Linked DNA regions of Columba livia: all the other regions are linked to region 1. A link is a contact called in public Hi-C data. All regions are on one chromosome and are shown on one strand. Each heading gives the region's core, a stretch centred on a gene start, on an enhancer-like site or on the middle of the called end of the contact. The rest is flanking DNA. Distances are from core to core; before and after follow the strand shown.

Evidence for each region. Hi-C and Micro-C count contacts between places; a contact is called where the count stands out from the background.
Region 2: a Hi-C map of crop shows a contact between it and region 1, with 2.6 times the contacts expected there. The contact joins the enhancer-like site here to the promoter of ZNRF2 in region 1. A contact is called at or near these places in 2 of 2 Hi-C or Micro-C datasets (crop and liver).
Region 3: a contact with region 1 is called in a Hi-C map of crop, with 2.5 times the contacts expected there. The contact joins the enhancer-like site here to the promoter of ZNRF2 in region 1. A contact is called at or near these places in 2 of 2 Hi-C or Micro-C datasets (crop and liver).

Annotation. Positions count from the first base shown.
Region 1 is chr2:45,557,824-45,562,600 of bColLiv1.pat.W.v2, reverse strand. ZNRF2 (zinc and ring finger 2) reads left to right here and starts at 2,574. Exons shown (of 5, transcript XR_010470149.1): 1 at 2,574-3,568. LOC135578475 (a long non-coding RNA gene) reads right to left here and starts at 2,574. Exons shown (of 2, transcript XR_010470150.1): 1 at 2,249-2,574; 2 at 438-1,842.
Region 2 is chr2:45,517,075-45,521,851 of bColLiv1.pat.W.v2, reverse strand. The region is part of intron 2 of ZNRF2 (zinc and ring finger 2); the gene reads left to right. Among named protein-coding and RNA genes, the nearest start is that of ZNRF2, 41 kb to the left of the region's middle. Within about 2 kb of position 1,896, at least 1 of the 3 cell types and tissues checked has an H3K27ac peak away from gene starts, as active enhancers do.
Region 3 is chr2:45,607,108-45,611,884 of bColLiv1.pat.W.v2, reverse strand. MTURN (maturin, neural progenitor differentiation regulator homolog) reads left to right here. Exons shown (of 4, transcript XM_065051678.1): 4 at 1-200. Among named protein-coding and RNA genes, the nearest start is that of MTURN, 26 kb to the left of the region's middle. Within about 2 kb of position 1,949, at least 1 of the 3 cell types and tissues checked has an H3K27ac peak away from gene starts, as active enhancers do.

The DNA of each region.
Region 1 (4,777 bases), core at 1,325-3,824:
AGCATGTCATATGGCTTTTCTGAAAATAGAGGTGTTCTTTGTGATAAATGTCCTGTTCAGACTCACACTTGATAGTGAGAGCACTGCAAATATATACCCTAAATGCAAAACAAAAACTGAAGACTCCCCCAAAATAGAAAAAAGAAAATCACACTGTGCCAGCAAGTCACATTCTCTGAGAAGGGAACACAGGCTGTCCTGTTGTTGTAACTTCTTTTCTGTGAAATATTCTATGCTGCTAAAGGTAATTTTCTGATTGTAAGACTGAGTAACTGTTTGGATGTCTTAACAGTTTTTTTTCCCCCATAAAATTTTTAAATTCTAAATTGAATAAAAAGCTATTCACAGCCAAATAAACCTGTATTTAATACCCACTCAACTCTTAGATCCCCTGTAAAGAAATCACAGAAAGTACTGTGGTACTGTGTAGCAACATACTACTTTCAAAATGCTGTTTATTTTAGCAGCTGACCAGTTCCACTAGCTCTCAGTAATGGAAATTTAAAAAAAACTATAAAACTCTTGAGCATGCTGTCCTCTAAACCTGCTCTGATAGGGCTGAACACACCACAGGCATTCTGTGAGCAGCAGAAATTATGAGTCACGTCTGCAATATCCTTCGCCCATGCGGATTCTTGGAATCTTGCAAGATAGGAATTCCTATGGTAGCTTTCTCTTCTGTGGGAACATTAGTAGTGTCCCTGTCTTCTACATAGCTGCTTATTTTCTATAGTTGTTGTCTCTGACAGATTTGGCTGAAGCTAGCCAAGGGTTTTAAAAGTAACTAGTGGCAGAGCAGGCACACCGATTTTCTTTCTGTAGGAACCTGAGCTAGAAGGTGCTCATGCTTGATCTACCTGGAAGTACCTACCACTGCTAGCAGAGACAGCAGCTTGTAATTCACAAGTGGGAACAATGTAGTTTGGGACAGCAGATTATCAACCCCAGCTGTCTGCCCAGCACCTGGCAAACAAAAGACCAAACTGTTAATGAGACAGCTGTGGAATCACTGCCTCTTACTGAAACCAGCAATGGTTTACAGCAGAAGCCTCTAAATGGGGTTCAGATTAGAATAATAATTTTGGTTGGAAGACACGCCCAGGATCATTAAGTCCAACCATAACCCACCTCTAGCATTAAACCATGTCCCTAAGAACCTTGTCTAAACACCTTTTAAACACCTCCAGGGATGGTGACTCCTCCACTTCCCTGGGCAGCCTGTTCCAATGCCTGACAACCCTTTCCGTGAAGAATTTTTTCCTCATATCCAATCTAAATCTCCCCTGGCACAACTCAAGGCCATTTCCTCTCATCCTCTCACTTGCTACTTGGGGGAAGAGACCAACACCCTCCATGCTACAACCTCCTTTCAGGAAGTTGTAGAGACCAATAAGGTCTCCCCTCATCCTCCTTTTCTCTAGGATAAACAGTCCCAGTTCCCTCAGCCACTCCTCATAAGACTTGTTCTCCAGATTACCAACAAAGTGTCTCAGCTACCCAGAAAAGTGGTGTCACAATGTAGCGTTAGGGCTGGTAACCTCCTCTGCCATTCTCAGCTACGGTTTATCTTCTTGCAAATTTAACTGTGAGTTGCACTGATACCAGAAAGCAACTGCATGTGGTTGTAGTAGATGGTAAGATATGGGGAAAAGGGAGGCCTCTGAAACTGTTTGCAACTGAGGATGAGTGTTAAAGATACATGTACATGTGAGGGACATTTGTACATTTCATAAACATAATACATGTAGTAATTGCATGTAATATCTATAGTACAAATGGTACACATAAGGGGAGCTTTTCTCAAAGTGAGAGACTGAGGTCTGCAGGATTTTCCAATATTGCCTGTGAAGCAAAGAAAAAAGAGATTTTCATTCTTTCTGTCCAGCTTCTCCTCCAGATATATGAGAAAACAGCCCGGGTTGGAAGTCCCCTACCAGGGAAAGCTCCCGACAGGAGTGAGCGGCCCTTTCACCAACCACCCCGCCAAACCCGGGCTTGGGGAGCAGCAGACTGTGCCCTTCGGCCCTCAGTCGGTGCGCGGCCCAGCCCAGCAGCCGGGAGCCGCGCTCGCCCGGTGGGGCCCGGAGCCCAGGCATTCGGGCGCTTCGCTGAGGCTGCGACGGCAAACGGAGCAGCGGCGCGGCAGGAGGGCACCCGCCGCCTTGGGGGGCAGCGTCCCACGCTTGGTCACCCCCATCCTGCCCGCCCCACCGAGCCGCCTCCCGCTGCGGCTGCTTCTCCCATTCACCTGGCGGGACTCAGCACGGAGCGCAGCCCCAGAATCGACCGCCGCCAACGGCCACCAACCGCCAGAGCGCAGCACCTGCTAGCAGCAGTTGGGCTTTTAACTCCCTCTGCGCCGGGGCGGCCGCCCCGGCGCCCCGCGGGGTTCCCCCTTCAGGCGAGCAGGCAGGTTCTCGCCTCGGCCCCCCACCTTGCGTGAGGCGAGGGGCAGGAGGCGGGGCGAGACGGCGGGCCCGACCCGTCACGCCGCTGGGGGCCGGTCCGCGGCCGGGCGGACGGAGAGGAAAGAGAGGCGGCGGCCCCTACCGCTGTAACCGCTCCCTATCCCGCCCGCTGGTGCCGCCCCCAGTATGGCGACACGGTAGAGGAGCGGCTGCGCTAGGGTGACCGCCCCCTCCCGCCTCCCTCGGCACAGGCACGGCGCGCCGCGGGCGAGCGAGCGGCCTCGGCGGCGCTGCTGCCGCCGTTGCCCCCCACACAGCTCAGCAGCAGTGAAGGAGGATGGCGGCGGCGGCGGGCACAGCGGCAGCAGGCACAACAGCAGCAGCGGCGGCGGGGCCGAGTGGCCGCACGGCGGGAGCCAGCACCGTCCCGAGCAGCTCATGGTGGCGCCCCAGACCCGCGAGCAGCGGCCGCGCCGGGGCCGCCAGCTGAGTCGGATCTCGGCAGGCGGCTCTCCCCTCTCGACACCGACCCACCGAGCGACCTGTTTCCCTCCCTCGGCGCACCCTCTTCTCTCTCCCCGGCGCGACCCGCGCCTCGGATCGCCCCCGCTTTGGCCGGACTCCCGCCACCCTCGGGCGCCGCGGGGAAGGCGGCGGCGAAGGGCACCGGGCAGCGCCAGGCGGCAGCGGGACCATGGGTGCGAAGCAGAGCAGCCCCACCGCCGCCAATGGCCGCACCCGGGCGTACTCGGGCGGGGATTTACCTTCCTCCAGCAGCAGCAGCAGCGGCGGCGCTAACGGGACTGGCGGGCGCTCGGCAGGCGCTGGCGGGCGGTACGCGCACCTGGCGGCGGCGCCTCATGCCGCTCCCGGCGGCGCGACGGCCACAGGAGGAGCGGCGGCGGCGGCGGCGAGTGCCGCGGGGTCGGCACCCCGGAGCAGGTCCTTAGGGGGTGCGGGCGCCTCAGGGGCCCGGGCCGCGCAGTCCGCCTTCAACATCCCACACAGCAGCGGCCCTTACGGCTCGCAGGACTCGGTGAACAGCACCCCGGAGGAGGGCGGCCGGGAGCGGCCCACGGGGGGCGACGGCGGCTCCTCCGGCGGGCCCCGGCTAGTGATCGGCTCGCTGCCCGCTCACCTCTCGCCGCACCTGTTCGGAGGTAAGGGCCGGCCGACGGAGCGGGCGCGGCGGGAGGGCTTAGGTGCCTCTCTCGCTGCTGCGGGTGAGGGGTCCCCAGTGGGGAATGTGGGGGCTTTCCTTCCCCGGCTCCCGGCCCGGAGGTGGGACGGGTCATGAATCATCACTTTGGGGAGAGCGGCGACTCTTCCAAGCTTGCGCCCGCCGGAGGGGGGATCACGGTTTGGAGATGGGGTTGACAGGCCAGCGTCTCCTATTGTTTGTAACGAGAGATGTGAAAGGAGGAGGTTAAAAATGAACCGAACTCCGCGGCGGTACCGTCGGGACGGCGAAAAGGAAGCGGAGCCTCTCTGGCTGGCGACTTTAGACTCTAATAGCTGTAATCAGTGCCTGTGTAAATACTCTTGCCTGCTACTTACATAATTAGAATTTAATTGGATCATGTGTCTCCGTCGTTTATTCTAAAATCGGACCAAACCCCTCTTTACGTGCTGATTAATATGTAGTTGGTGCCTGTTTCTCTTTCTAAGTTTTTGGGTTCTTGGTTCTGAAAGTCGATTAAGAAAAACAGAAGTTAAAGTAAGTTTCTTTCCTCATTTTCCCCCTGAGAGATGAGGAGAGCCGGATAGCTGTCTATGACAGGCATGCAGCACTGGTCCTGTACAGTCTTGAGGATGGCAGTGTGTGCACTTGAGGCAGGAGAAACACTCTGCTAAACTCGGAATTAACCAAGAAGCTGAGGCCCTTTAAGGGGCATATTAGACGTGGAGCAACTTGTCATAGTGTTTTTGTCTCTCCTGTGATATTGAGATGAATAGGGCTTTGCATTTTACCGCTTGTGTTCTTTAGGTTAAAAATCTGCCTGTAAGTTGCCAGCTGCTTCCAAAGTTACTGACTACTTTCAGTACTGTTTATTCTAGAGGTCGTTGTTCGCTTAAGTCAAACATTAAGGTGCAAGGTGACTTTTGCAATGGATTCATTCTCTTCATAATTCTAATATGTATATATGTATTATAACCTGTCTAAATACCAACCAACTTCCCCAAAAGTTTTATTTTGAGAAAGAGGAGGCTACTGTAAAATTCCTATATTTCTATATTCTAATTAATCTGTTTGTGAATTGTATTTGTAGCAGGCTGGGTTTTCTTCTTTTCTGTAATGCAACCTAGTTTTAGCCAGAGCAGAGCTCTCTTCGGTCCTACCCTGGTGGGGTTTCTGTCCCATGACCCGC
Region 2 (4,777 bases), core at 647-3,146, 40 kb after region 1:
CTGATGTTTTAAAACTGTTTTCTTCAGTGGTTCTTGAAAATAATTAGAACTGTTGCACATCTATTAAACTTTGAGATTTTGCTTAATATGATGACAGTAGAACATCACTATAGTCAATAAAATTTTAATCTTGGACATTTGCACACCTGTTGTTCTGTGAATTGGTATAATGTCAGCTCAGGCTTTTCATAGCTCATCCTGCAAATAATTGTTACAATTTTAAGGAGCAAAACTGTGTTTGGAGAACGTGATTAAAATATATTGATTAGTTTGTACTTCCTCCCTTTGGGAATTGTTGGCAACATTTGAACAAGGAGGAGCACAACCATGTAGGCCATGGATAGCTACTTGTCCAAACCAGATGGCCAAGAGGAACAGTGGCAAACTCTGGCCCTTCCTCCCTTTTGTTCAGAAAAGCCTTATTTCCTTCCAACCATCCCAAATCTCTCCTGCAGCAGTTTTTGGTACCTCACAGAAGAGCACCACTGCAAAAGCAGCCTGTTAGAGTTCAGGTTTGTTGGGAGGGAGATGGTTAATTTTAAAAAGTAGCACTGACAAATGTCACTAAATAAAGCCACAATGAAGTTCAGCGTGTACCTACCTCCTAAAGGCGGTAGGACCTGCTTCGGTGACCCCATTTCAGCCTCAAGTCAGCGGATGAATTGGGTCAGTCTGTGATAGCGTGGAGTTGCAGCACTTTTAGAGGCTGCAGCGTCTTATCTTCACACCCACAAACTGTCAACCCTTTGCTATGGAGTCAAAAAGTAAGTTGTGTATTTCTAATGGTGTCGCTGTGAAGAAACCTCCTGGAATGGGAACATAGTGTCACAGAGAGGGAAGCACTTCGGTTGTCTGAACAGCAGTTCCCAGAACTGCAGACTGCCCCATTTATCTTAGTAAGATGTAATCTCGGAGGTTTAGTGGTGGTGTTTGAGGTATCAATATTGCTTATTATTTTGCTTTTCACGTAAGAGACAGGGAGGCATAGATTTGTAAAGAAGCTATGACAGCTCACTTTCATGGTTCAGGTTATGGGTCCTCAATAGATTATGCTGAATTTTCTTGCTGTAATGAAGTTAACAAGCTTGGATCCTATTGAGGAGGACACACAGCAGAGATTACATCCATTCATATCTTAAACTTCTCTGATTTGTTGTGAACGCAACTTATTATTTTAATGAACCTCTGGGGAGAAGGATATTTGGTGGGTGATTCTGTATATATTTTCCTTTGAGTCAGGCCTAAGTCAGCTAGACTGAACTTCCTGTGACAGAGCCATTGCAAATCACTCCTGGCCGAAATAGCTGCAATGTCACCTCATACTTAATTCAGTTCTTGGGAGTGTGACAACAATTTTTTTTCTCAGTACATTGGAATCACCTTTATATAAATGCACACATGTGCCATGGGAATATTTTATGTGCAGCACTGGAGAAATATAGTAAAGCTTTTGACGACTATAGAACAAGCCTGCTTGTTTCTGAAAGAAATAGAGAAAATAGGATCATTCATGTGCTGAATAGCTCAAGTTGTTTATTTTCCTTATAAGCTACTCCTAACCTCAGATACTACCATTGTCTTGCGTTGGTACTGACAGTGCTGCTTAAGTCAAATGACAATTCTTGTCCTAGAAAATTACAGATACACCTGCAAACCAGTGGTGCAAAGAACAGCTGCGGGTGACAGGAGGAGCGATTCAGATCGGATTAGAAGGGGAACCGCTATATCACGCTGTATGTCATTGTGTTTCCCTTATATAATGTCAGCGCAGTGCTGCATGCGGTGGAAAAGCTCAGGGACGGTTCTGTTGGCTCGGCAGCAAGCGCTCGCTGTGCCGTGACTCTGCACCATGTGACGCGGGCAGACAGGAGCTACCTTCCCTGTCTTACACTTAATCAGTCTTAGCTTTGCGAGGTCATTGGGAGGATGTCATAAATCGCGTCTGAAACTGCTGCAGTCTTGTGACTGCTGGGAACCTAGCTTCAGGGGAAGTCGTGTTCCTAGTTTCATATGGTAATTCTGCAGTCTTTAAAGCTGATCGCTATAAAACCTTAAGATTTTACTCGTTTATTAGCAGCAAACTGACTTATTTTTTGTAGTTGCTCTGTGGAAGCAAAACCCTTGAAAATACACAGTTTTTCTTAATCACAGAATCACAGAATGTTAGGGATTGGAAGGGACCTCGAAAGAATCTTAGAGAACAGGTTTCATTGGCTGGATTTTGAAATTAAACTACTTGAAATCTTTAGGATTTTAAAAATAAATACCAAACTACATCTCGCTGAGACTGAGTGATCTATGTAGGAATTTCATGGTATTTCCTTCCCTAAATCCCTCACTGTTTTGCAGGAACTAGAACAGATTGCTCACAGATTAAGATTATTGGTTTTTTTCTAAAGAAATGTAAAAGAATGGGAGGCACTCCTTGTTCACAAACTGCCCCAAGGGCAGATCAATTGAAAGTATTGCCTGAAATGTCACATGGAATTTATTCTTCAGATTATAATCTTGCTTTAAAACCTGCTACACTTTGATTACTTAAATAGCCTTATGCTTCTCAGTTGGCAGACTCAAGCCTCCAATGACAAAAGAAGTCCAGTCCAGCTTTTGCAGCGGGTTTCAGTGGTAGAACAAGTCTAATTCTTCAGAAACAAACTGGGTGAAAACACTATTGATGTGCTAGAGTATCTCGCTCCTAAACTGGGGATTATTATCATTGCTTACACAGGAGAGAATGTTACCAGTTTTTAGTATTTGATTCAAAATCCAGTGATTCTAGAACAGCTGTAAATTGCCTTTTGACAGGAATTACATTGATTATATATTGACATAGGTACAAAATACTAGATTAGCCTGCTGTATGCTCCATGGAGGAACCTTCTTGCTCCCCAAAGTTTGCATTTCTTTGTCTCACATGGATACAGATTTGTTCAGCTGCAGTAATAACCCGAAGTTCTAACACACAGCTGAAATACGAAAAACTTCACTAGTGCTAGATTTTGTGCTGAACTGTATTAGCTTATGAAATCTTGTTAACGTTTCCTCATAAAAGCCTCAGACAACTTCAGCTTTAACCTGCACTAATAGCTATTTGTAATTTAAAGCCAAATAAAATTTTCTTCGTTTCAACCATGTTCCTCATCCCCTCCTTTCTTGTGTGAAATTTCCTTAGATAATCTTAATGTATAACATTAAATATTGGATATCCTTCATGTAGCTAAGCAAAAATGTAGTATTCATTGATCATTTTTAGTCCATAATCGTGTTTGTTTGGACTGAAGAGATGGGGGTGGAATTGTTTGGTTGACACTTTAATCTTTATTTTCTTCCCAGTTCCAAGGAAGTCTGCTTCAATCTACAGCTTTATTAGCTGCAATGCCTTGTTGTCATACTGGTGTCCAGTAGTTCTGCTAGCCTGTAAATTTAAAAAATGAGGAGAAAAAAACCCCAAACTTTAGTGTGATTGTAGAAATACACTGCCAGATTATGTGCATAAAACTTTGACCAAATACCGGAGAATTGTCTTTGGGGACTTTTGTTGTTTTAAAACACATCTCCCATGTTAATATTTTTGTATTATTATTTGTGAATGATCATGACTGCTGAATACTATTGAAATTATGTGGGTGTCTTTGACTTAATTGCTTGGATCCAGAAATTGATGCTATTTGCTTTGAAGTATAAAGGGAGATTTTTTTTTCCCCTTCTTGAAATTAAAGACCCACATGCTCAGTATCTTACTGGGATAGTAAAAACCTGAAGGTACCTGTTAGCATCAGAAATACTGTATCTCTATGCTTGCTGGAATAAATGATAATACTGGATTATGGGTTAGTGTAGAGCAAAAGAATTGAGTAACTTTGAATCCTCTGACTCAGTACTTAATGTTATCAGAACTTTTTGCATTCAGAAATGTTTCTCATTCCATCTATATTGCAAGGATAATTGCATTTAAAATAGGAATAGCTTGTAAAAAAAACAGTCTGTCTGCTATGAACAGAAAAGACAAGTAAAAATTATGCAGTGATTTATATCCCTGTCTTGTGTATGCACGTTGACAGCAGACAGTCAGAATTAACTTGGAAAAGACTGATCTCAGACCTGCTAGGAAAAGCTCCCTGTAGGCCTAGCACCTGGCACTGGGGTTAATAAGCCAGACTTTATGCACACTGAGTTTTGGCACCAGCGTTTTCATTGTGTGTTGCTCAGTAATGCATTGTATCTTCCCTAAGAATAGAGTCTTAGTCAAACACACCTGTTTTTCTCCCCTCCTGCTGTTTCAAGCTTAGGCTTAGAGTTTCATCTTTCATGCCATCATCTTTAGTGCTCCATGTGCATTCATTTTGCATCAGATCAAACCAAACTCTTCTGCAAGCTTGCAAAGAAATGAGTCACTTATTTGGCCAATGTTAAAAGACGGGAAGAAAGACCTGGCAAAAATCATTGTGCTCAGAGCACCTGTAGGAAGCCTGGAATAGGAACTTCAAAAGGGACAATGTGAACAAAACACTGAATCAAACCCTACATCCAACTTCAAAACAAGTCACCATTAAAGTAACCCATGTTCCCCAGAGTAATAGCATAGCTAACTGCATCTGGGCTTCTTCATTCCCTCTCTGTTCTTCAGGGATGCTATTGCCCTACCCTTTCCTTCCACAAAGGTTTCTAATGCTCCCACTGCATCTACCTGGTGTTTGTTGAGAGTTCTTATACATTTCATTAGGCAAGCATGTCCCTATCACACTCTTAACTCATCGCAGACCATTACAAGAGTGAA
Region 3 (4,777 bases), core at 700-3,199, 50 kb before region 1:
GCTCTTTGCTGCTGCATGAGGCACTTCTGCAGCTCCGTGGCTGACATCCCCTCTCCTCTTGGCACAGCTTGTCACCATGTCCCTTTGCACAGTTCATGAACTTGTACATGTTATCACACCTTGGGTGCTTTCACCACCAACTGTTTTTTCAGAACAATAAAAATTGTGTTTTCCTTCCTAATAAAGTTCCTTTCCTCCCACTCGCCCCGCGGCAGGGTTGTTTGTACAATGTATGGCGAGCCTTGCCCATAGATGAGGGACCTGCCCAGGCCTGCATGGCCCTGTGCTCACCCAGGCTCAGGCCTGGGACCTAATGGGATGACAATGCTGAGAGTTAATACAACCAAAGCGAAGTCACCAAATGCTGCCATTCAGCCACCTGCAGCGGCCTGGCGGGTGCTGTTGTTTCGGATGTTTAGACATGCACGCAAATTACACAGAGGAGACGAATAACATGTTTCTGTCTACTACCACTGAAGCCAGCATGTCCGATGGGCGGCTTGTGTGGTCTTGCAGCTCCCTGAACCTCTGCTCTCCTTTGCCTTTACAGCTGCTGCTCAGCAGAGTAAAGCTTCCAGTCAGTGCCCATCACTTACCCTTCATGTCTTAAAATGCATGTGCCGCGCTTAGCCAGCAATGATACTTAAATAGGGTAAATCTGCAATCCCGATATCCCATTAAATGATTCGTTAGCCTTGATAACAGAGGAGCTTCCAAGGAGAAGGGAAAGACTGCTGATATCACCAATGTCCTTATTAGCTATGCTGGCAAATGAACTTTCTACATTGAAGAAAACAGATGAGAATTCCTGAAAACTTTCAAGCAGCCTCAGTGTCTCCAGATCCAGCTTATTTTGCCTTGTTAAACTTAGGCTAAGCACAGTAAAAAAAAATTCTGTTTCTATAGGTGGCCACAAAGGGACAGAATGGAGTGCAGCTCAGAGGAATGGGGATGCCCCGTGTTGCTTCCATGCAGTCCTAACCATCAGTAGCCACTACTGCTGATGACCAGTGAGTCTTACAACACGTGGCAGCAGCAGAGTATACAACCATTACTCACCTCTCCAGCAGCCAGCATGCACAGGTGAAATTGGCCAACACTGGCCATTTGTAGCTGGACCTGTGGGTTCCATGGCAGTGGTGGCCACATTCTTCTGAATGGACAACTGGGTTCTTGAGTTCTCACAAGTTATGTGCTCTACTGTCATCTCCACTGTCCATCCCAAGAAGTGGTCAGAGTTCAGAGCCTCCCTGAGGACCAGTACAGCCCCTCCTAGCTAAGGTGGATATTTTTCCATGAAGTCTTGTTTGAAAGGTCCTCTGTCCTCTTCCCCTATCTCAGCTGCAGCTACAGCAAGCTGTAGCCAACACAGGCTGGCAGAGCAGGCATGTGGCTCTCCGAGCCATAGCCAGCCAGAAGAGCAGGTCAAATGCATTTTCAGATGCTACTGCCTGCAAACAGTGAGCAGTAATGTTGTGCATGGAGATGTTTTGGCCACAGCAACACATGAGGACTTTGCAAAGTCCCTGTCAGTCCCTGAGATGCAGGAGAAACCAAACAGGGCTTGCAGAGTTTGACCTGCCAGATATGCAATGTGGACCCTGCTGGCTATTTTATCTCTATTTTATCTTTCGTATCCTATTGGTACCATATGAAAGACTCCATGTGAATTAGGTCTGACTCACCCATGGAAGAACACCCTATGTGGGGAGGAAACAACACAATCTATTGTCTGGTTCTATGTGGAAGCAGCTAAAGCCTGGTTTAATTTCCCTCCTAACTCATGACTGCTTGCATTCCTTTAACACCACATGACATATTATTGCATTCACTCCATGGAGATTACCTCAGAAATGCAAGTACCTTCTTTATTTATTAAAGTAAAGAAAGACATGCTTGGTGGCAAAGTGCAGGGAGTGGGAGTATCCCAGGTCTGCAGGGAGGCTGTTGTGTGGGTCACCCACTGGGTTTGCATCCCCTGGGAATATGCTGGGCCAGGACAAGCTCAGTTCTGCTGCAGTGACTCTGATCCCCTGGCAAGTTGGCACTCAGGGCATTCAGTAGCGCCACTGGGTTTGTTTACTGATAAACTTGCTCAGATATGAAATCTGTGTGAAAAGACAGCACGTGGTCAAAGCTGACTTTACTGACATAGCACAGCGGTTACCAAGAGCCTCATAAAAGAGCAAAAACCCAGTCTCTTCTTCAGCTTTATCAGTGAACCTGAGAGCTGATTTTCCTCCAGCCCCTGCTCTTTTTGTCCATCTAACCAACTGCTTTATGGTTGCATAGAGAACTCCTAAAGATGTTCTGATGAAGCCTTTTCCTTCTGCCTTCAAGATCTGCTGGATCATGGAGTCCCCTGTCATGCTGCCATGGCATGTGTACATGACTGCCAGAGATGCCTCGGAGGGCAGACGACAGGGATGCCCCTTGAATGACCTGGTTCTGCTCCAGGAGGACTGGGCAGCTTGCCTCAGAGCCTGGGCAAAGGCCTGGGTGAGAAACCATGTGCTGACCAAACCCTGTTGGAGCCGGCAGCTGGGCAAGCTGCTGTGGAGGCAGAGCTCACCCGCAGCTCTGTGAGCTGGTGTCACCATGCGGAGGTGGCACAGCCATGCGCCGTGTGCCAAGGCAGGCACCCCGCCAGGGCTCCATGTCCTCCTGCTTTCCTGCTCCCTCCCATGCCAGCATAGGAAGTTTTGATCCAGCCCTGCTCTAATGGCTCATTCCTGGCCTCCAGCCACAGTTCGCTGCTCTCAGTGACGCTGGTACAGCTGTCTGCAGAACTGCATTGTGAAATGAGCTGGGTTAAAAATCAACACGGGTAAGCAAGCAGGTTTCTGGTTTCTTCTGAAGGGCTGTTTGAAATCTCTTGTTCTAGCAGCTCATTTACGATTGCTTCAACTCAGGGAGCAGGAGAAAACAGCAGAAGGGGACAGCATGGATGGGAAAATCTCCAGTTTGCTGGGAAAGCAACATCCCTACATCCCAGCCTCACTAGAAGCTCGCCCCACTCTTCTTGGGCTCCCATCACTTTGCTGGCAGATTCCTACACTGCTTGAAGGAGTTGCATTTCCCTTTAGGGAGTAAATGGTTCATGTAGTTTGGCATTTATTCTGTCACAGCATATGTGGGACTATCATTAGCATTAATAGGAATGACACATCCATCCAGCAGAGAATAATCTGCCCAATGGCTAAATAGGAAAGCTGTGTACGTTATATTGCAGGCAGATAGTCAGCTTCGTGATGTAGTTTTCCTGTTGATAAAATTGAAACTGATTTCAAAACAGGAAATTAATTTTCCCTTTTTATTCAATGGGTGCCATAAATACAAACCTGCCCCTTGACAGCTCATAGAGGTCTCCACTGTAAGTGATGTATTTATAGGAGCAGACATGCCATAGATGCCTTAATGTAACACCAGCTTCTGGATTTGTTGGACTGATGGCTTCTGAAGTGACAGATAGCCTGTGACAACATTTGTCTCAGCTCACACCCTGTGCCAAGCCATGAACAGCTTTCGCAGGCTGAACTTAAGCATTCAGAGTTTCTCTGCTGAAAAATGGGAGTGCAAGGCGATTTGAAAGACGGGTGAAAAAATGCAGGTGGATGATAGCTACTTGATGTGTAGAGGTGTAAGTTACCCCAAAGTATTTAGCTGTTCTAAAGAAGAGAGTAAAATCTGTGTGCCTTTCATCAGAAAATTCAGATCGGTTGTACTTAAGCCCACACTATTCTCTCAATAATGAAAGTTCTGGCTACAAATTTGCATAAATAAGGGTAGAATTTATTTGTTATGAATTTTAATAGATGAAATACAGCTACAGAAAACAGGAACTTGGCAAAAGAGTCACTGAGGACCCAACAGGAGCATGGCTTGGGACTATCATTTGAACTGCTGCCTTTTCTGTCACACATTCAGCTCTTCAGTAGATGTACAGCAGTTGCTGGTTTTTAGTTTTTACACTGCATATACCACTGCACTGACAAAACAGATTTTTTAAAGTGTGTGCATCAGGCAGCCCCTGCGTGCACAGCTGCAGCATTAGCAGACAGTAGCACCTGAATGACATGCACATTTTGGAGCCAGTCAGTCCTCATCTTTCTTACAGGCCCCTTTTAAGCACTGAAAGTCCGCAATAAGATCTCCCTGGAGCCTTCTCTTCTCCAAGCTGAGCAACCCCAAGTCTCTCAGCCTGTCCTCACAGCAGAACTGTTCCAGCCCTCTGATCATTTTTGTGGCCTCCTCTGGCTCCTCTCCAACAGGTCCATGTCTTTCCTATTCTAAGGGCTCCAGAGCTGGATGCAGGATTTCCAGGTGGGGTCTCACCAGAGGGGCAGAATCACCTCCCTTGACCTCAGAAACCTCAGGCCATCAGAAACCATCAGGAACCTCCTGACATTCACCAGCCCCTTGCTAGAGCTGTGCAACCTCTCACACATGCTGGCAGTCTCTGAGGGACATTAGTTGTAGGATGGACAGGGGTCTTGCAATGTAAGTGCTCAGGAAACTGTTTCTTTGTCTGGATTTTTCTGCTGCTGGCACAGAGGGGTACTGATCTCTGCCTGGGAGCCCTGTGTGCAGTCACTGTGTCAATATTTAATCATGGTAATTAGTAACAGGCTGGGTGGCTCAGGAATTCACAGCTCAGCGTTTGCCTTATTCACCTCACCCGTCTTTTGGGCATGTAAGGGATATGACTATAACAGAGAGAAGCAAAACCTTGCTTAAGTGTAGCTGCCTCTCCCCCCCCTTTTTTTTTTAATGTTTT